Regions from separate parts of the Pan troglodytes genome. Here region 1 is linked to region 2. A link is a contact called in public capture Hi-C data. All regions are on one chromosome and are shown on one strand. The core of a region is the stretch at or near the end of the contact, and the rest is flanking DNA. Distances in the headings are between cores, read along the strand shown.

Region 1 (2,745 bases), core at 78-2,577, 430 kb before region 2:
CCACCTTTGGAAGCTGATGGCAAGAGCTCAGCTTTTGCAAGCAGAAGGCAGTCCAGCTAGATTCCTGGGGCACATGGCTGCATTAACAAACAAACAAACAAAAATCATGCATGCTCAAGGAGGTGCATTTAAATGAGACACTGTGTGGCCAGGCCCCCCGCCTGTAATCCCAGGACTTTGGGAGGCCAAGGTGGGAGGATCCCTTAAGCCCAGGAGTGAGACCAGTAGCCTGGCCAACATGGCAAAACCCCATCTCTACTAAAAATGGAAAAATTAGCTGGGCATGGTGGTGCATGTCTGTAGTCTCCGCTATGTGGGAGGCTGAGGTAGGAGGATCACCAGAGCCTGGGAGGCAAAGGCTGCAGTGAGTGGAGACTGTGCCACTGCACCCCAGCCTGGGTAACAGAGAAAGACCCTGTCTCAAAAAAGAAAAAAAAAAAAAAAAGAAAAAAAAAAGACAAATGGTAAACAAGACACTTGTAGTATATTAAGAGCTTCACATTAAATATTCATCATTATACAGTGTGTCACATAGATTTGGAATGTTACAAGAGACTTCAGCAGTAGGTGGCTGGTTTAAGGCTCCTGGCAGGGATGCAAACAGCCCCAAGGAGGGAGGTGGAAAGGCCAAGGGGCACCTGTGTTCCAAGCGCGCCTGTGAACAAGTCCCCGTGGGGTTCTGGGAGGTGCGCCCACATCTAAGACTGTGGGCCCTGCACTCCCTCTGGATGGCTTGCCGAATTTGGTCTTCGCTGATCACCAATTCTGAAAGGGTGGAGAGACAGTTGGCTGGACAGCTGCCTGATTCAGCCATGACCCTTCACGGGTGTCTGTGGGCCAACACCAAACGCCAGCCTGCTCTGCTGGCAGGGCTTCTACCTGCACAGTCCCTAGGGCTGCAAGAGCAAATGGGGACCCTGGCTGCCGGTCCTTGCCAGGCCCTTGGTCAATGACATCACCACTTCTGAGACAGCGTCTGGGGAGCTACCGGAACTTCGTGTTCAGCATCTTACAAAGGGGGCCGCTGGTTCTGGGAATGGGCAGAGGGAGCCTGCAGCTCCACCCTGTTGACCGGGCGCCTTGCGGGTAGCTGCTTCAGGTTTCCCTCCTGCTCACTCTCAGGCCACAGAGGGGCCCCGGCCCACAGCCGCCCTGTGAGGACAGGGCCTGCCTCCTGAAGCCTCGGAGTCTTTGCACCCCTTTCCTGGGAAAAGCTACGCTGTGAGCCTCTCTCCAGGAGAGGGTGTCAGCCTGGGCCATTCTTCTGACTTCAGGACGGGACTGGCAGGCAGTGGGGCCCTCTTCCCCTATAAAGCCTCCTTTCTTTCTGTGGGCGCCATCCTGTTTGGGGGGCTGCCAGAAGGGCCCTTGACTCCTCAGCGCTCAAGGACAGAGTTGCTCAAGTGGTCAGGCATTATGGTCAATAATAAAGCCAGCAAAGAAGGGAGACACAGAAACAGCTGCTAGTGCTGGAGGTTCTCAGACAAAATGCCGAGGGCGCGACGTTGTGTGGCAGGAGCTTTTCTTTTCTCTCAAAGAAATCCAGCTCAATTTTTTCCCCAATTAATTGGCAGCAGATGAAAAAAAAAAACAAAAACCCAAAACAAAAACCAAACCAAAGCCAGTAACCTGAATGTGAGTGTTTCTGAAAGGGAAAAGCTGTTTCAATTGTTAGATGTCCAAGAAAACATGAATACAGGCTGACAGAGGAAACGGTCACAATTAGAGGAAGAAGAGGGAGAGGTTCATAAAATTAAGGGAAAAAAATTCTTTTCAGCAGCTCCCATCCTGTAAGCTGGCTCCTCTGCTGGCCTCTGTCCCTGAGAGGGGCAGGAGGTTGGGCCTCCCAGGGAAACTTCAGGAAGACGAAGGCCAGGGACAGAGGGAGGGTCCCAGGAATACCCTAAGAGGCCAAGTCAGGGCCAGAGGGCACAGCTGCCAGCTTCCACTGAGACCCTCCCAGAGCCTTTTCTGAGGAGCAATGTGCCCGGGAAGATGGTCTACAGGGAAGGACCGTGAGGTGCGGCCCCACCCAGCAGCCTCAGGAAGTGGCCGGACCTGAACTTGCCAGTGTGAGGTCTCACCCTCCTCCCCCGCCGGAGGGTTGTTCCCCCTCTTCCTCAGCCTCTCTTGGGCCTCCTCTGAGGATAAGCCTTGGGGTCCAGGCTCCTCTGTTTGGCCAAGTGCCAACTCCTCACTCATCTTGTCATTTCCTACCTACCTTCCCACTCCCCCAAAGGAAAGCACGAATCGTTCCAGGGTGTCCCTGCCTTCCTCCCTCATTGAGGGATGTTTTAGGAAATGCCAAACAGGCAAGGAAAGGATTGGCTTCTTTAAGAGACTAAACCCAGGCCACAGCCAGCGTGGTCTCTATGAGGGCTGGGCCACGTGGACGTGCCAGACAAGGCCTGGGAGGAAGACCCAAGAGGCAGACTGGTCACTAAAGGCGGGTCACCAAGGGCAGGGCTTTGCACAAACCGCTGAAGTCCATGCAGCTACCTAAAGGGGCAGGGCTCAGTCCCAGCTCGACACGTGGCCTTGGCGAGTCCTCCTTCTCCGGGCCTGTGTCTCTGCATGTGAACAGTGAGCTGGAACCACCTCCAAACAGTCTCTAAAGACATGAGCAGCACTGATGTCTGAACCTGCTGATGACGTTCAAACTCGGCCCCTTGTGCTCTGCCCAGGTGGGCCAGGGATGACAGTCATCAAACTTCTAGTTCATTCAGACCAGCTGGTGCCTGGCGA
Region 2 (2,789 bases), core at 15-2,514:
AATACCCTGAGTCAGTCTCTTTTCCACCAAGTGCTTGCTGTTGCCTTTTCAGATCTCCACACCAGAGCCACGAGTTCCAGGTAGCTCTACATTTGACACAATTTCTCACCATGCCAAAGAAATCTCTTCTCCCAGGCCACAGCCACATGGAGCCATCTGCACCATGAAGCTGAAGATAAAGCCGCAGAAAGATTGCTGTGTGTTGTGAGTGGAGAAGAGGTCAGAAACAACCCTTCAGCCCAGGGAGCCAGGGACAAGGCTGGGGTGCCAGGCCTTGACCACAATGTGGGTCAAAGGGAGGGATGGCCTGCCTCCCCTGAAACTGTCCCTCCTCACAACAACCCCCAGAGTTATGTGTCTCTCCCCCATTCTGGAGGTGAGGAAAGTGAGACTCAGAGAGGTGAAGTCCCCTGCCCAAAGTTACACAGCCAGTATCAGGCTTCAAAATGAAGTCTGTCTGGCTTTCAGCTCTGGTACATGACCTCCCCCTGACACTGATCTGTTTGTAAGCATGCCCCCTTTAGTGGAGTCTCCCTTCAGGGGCAAGAGCTGGGTGGACTCAGCTCTTATTGCAGGGCTCATAGACACACAACAGATGCTCAGCAAATGCTGGTGGAGCAAAACTGAATAGAATTTCCACTAGCGCCCATCAGACACTTGAAATTGATGGACAGGTGATCTCCCATTCGGGCCATGTGTGTGTCATCTGCAATGGCTCCCGTGGAGTTGAGCAGACAGGAAAAGTGTCTCAGTCCCAGCAGGAGGCACAAGGTCACACTCTTGGAAGGAATTAATAATATCCAAGGAATTCCTCTGGAACAGTGGGGGGGAATAAAGGTTCTTCAAAGAAGGCCTAATAGCAAATTTTCTGGATTTTCCAGCTAATTTGAAGGTACCTACATGGAACATTTTCTTGTCAGAAAAGATTTTAAAATACATTCATTCAGCGTGACATGATAATTGGGCCTGGCTGCCTGATGAATGCCTTTTATCTATTCCTGAGCTATTGTTTCCTGGTATTGAGCTGATGGGCTGGAACCAGCACTTTGTTAAATGCACAAACAGAGCCACTTGCAGTGATTCCGGTCACCAGATGCAGTGGGGTGTCAGAGGTGCAGGGAGCTGGTAATGATAGTGTCAGAGCAGGAAGGAACTTTAGCGATTAGAGAAGGCAACTTCTTCACTGTATACCTAGGGAGACCGAGACCCAGGGATGAGCAGGGAGCCGCTATGGGGGTGGCAGAAATGGGACTTGGACCTGGGTGTCCTGCCCAGACCCTGAGCATCCTCCCCTGCCTTCTGAGGATCCTGTGAAGAGAGGCGAGCAATAAACAGCGTGTGTCCATGCAAAGCTGCTCACACCCCCTGGATCCTCTGCTGGAGTGTGCTCCACTCGCAGTTCATGGCAGGGCTTGGCTGCCAAGCGGAATGCATTTCTGACAGCTGACTTTTCTCAGCTCTGCAATGTTATTATAGAGTCAACTGTTTTCATAGGCCCTTTTCTCTCTCTCTCCTTTCATGTTTTCCTTTATTTTAATGTCTTTGTCTTATCAAAGGCAAATTTCCAGGCCTGGCCATCTGATAATCATTTGCAAAGTCTCCATGTTTCTTTATCATCACCCTTTCTGAGAAGGAAGGACTTGTTTGGACCTAACAATTCTTCAACTTCACATAATTTTTTGGTTTTATCTGAATCTGAAATTTCTCCACTTTAAAAAAAAAAACAGAATGTCTTTTAGAGTAGCTCTGAGCCTTCCATGTGTTAATTAGGTGTTTGCGAAACTATGGTTTGGGTTTTCTGCTTTGTCAGAGCAGGGCTACTATTTTTCTCTTAAAAGACTCAGTACATTATTAGAAATGCCTTTCACTAACATTTAACAAATAAAACAGTTCCATAGGGATGATGAAGTTGACATTTCCATTGTTTTCTTTAGAAAACACCACAGTGTTAATCATCCCTCAAGGGATTGCATTTTTTGAACAAGTGAAGTAGCAAAGGCCCAGCCTAGGGAGTACACGTATGTGCACACGTGTTGATGTTTAGCCACGGATGCATGTCTATGTTTTTATGCTTCAGTCTGCATGTCAGAATGTGTATTCATGACACTCTGCACGTGGCTGTTTGTCTGCCAATGATAATCGGCTACATGCATGTATGGATTAATGGTCTGTGTGCGTGTGTGTGTGTGTATGTGTGTGTAGATGAACCTATGTAAACCTGTATGTGTGTATCTGAACATATCTACCGTGTATGTGGATATGTGCTTCGTGCACCTCTGTGTGTGTATTTTATGGCACCGTGACCGTGTTCATGAGTACATGTTTGCGTGCGTACTTGCTGGTGTTTATGTACCTCCATAGTCATGTATCACATAATGAAGTTTCCATCAATGACGGACCACATATGCGATAGTGGCCCAAATTATAATATGGTATTTTCACTGTACCTTTTTTATGTTTAGCTATGCTTAGATACACAAATACTTACCATTGTGTTCCAGTTGCCTACAGTGTTCAGCGCAGTACCTGCTGTACAGGTCTGTAGCCTGGGAGCAATAGGCTATTCCGTACAGCCTCAGTTAGTAGTAGGCTCTGCCATCTAGGTTTGTGTAAGTTCACTCTATGATGTTCGCACAAAGAGGAAATTGCCTAATGACGCCTTTCTCAGAACGCGTCCGTATTAAGTGACGTATGACTGTATATAGATATACACATCTATCCGCATATGTGTGAGTGCTATGTGTGTGATGATTTGTGAGTCTGTGTGCATCCATATGTCTGAACATAGG

What was found. Capture Hi-C pulls out chosen DNA fragments and counts their contacts.
Region 1: a capture Hi-C map of stem cell-derived neural stem cells shows a contact between it and region 2, with 7 times the contacts expected there. The contact joins two enhancer-like sites. A contact is called at or near these places in 5 of 7 Hi-C or Micro-C datasets (blood, induced pluripotent stem cells, a lymphoblastoid cell line and 1 more), 1 of 1 datasets of contacts at active chromatin or transcription factors (stem cell-derived excitatory neurons) and 1 of 1 other capture datasets (stem cell-derived neural stem cells).

Annotation. Positions count from the first base shown.
Region 1 is chr11:78,062,718-78,065,462 of NHGRI_mPanTro3-v2.0_pri, reverse strand. No RefSeq gene overlaps it. Among named protein-coding and RNA genes, the nearest start is that of SLC25A51, 13 kb to the left of the region's middle. Within about 2 kb of position 1,327, at least 9 of the 24 cell types and tissues checked have an H3K27ac peak or open chromatin away from gene starts, as enhancers often do. A contact at or near this core is called in stem cell-derived neural stem cells, where this site is marked.
Region 2 is chr11:77,628,821-77,631,609 of NHGRI_mPanTro3-v2.0_pri, reverse strand. No RefSeq gene overlaps it. Among named protein-coding and RNA genes, the nearest start is that of ALDH1B1, 31 kb to the right of the region's middle. Within about 2 kb of position 1,264, at least 1 of the 24 cell types and tissues checked has an H3K27ac peak or open chromatin away from gene starts, as enhancers often do. A contact at or near this core is called in stem cell-derived neural stem cells, where this site is marked.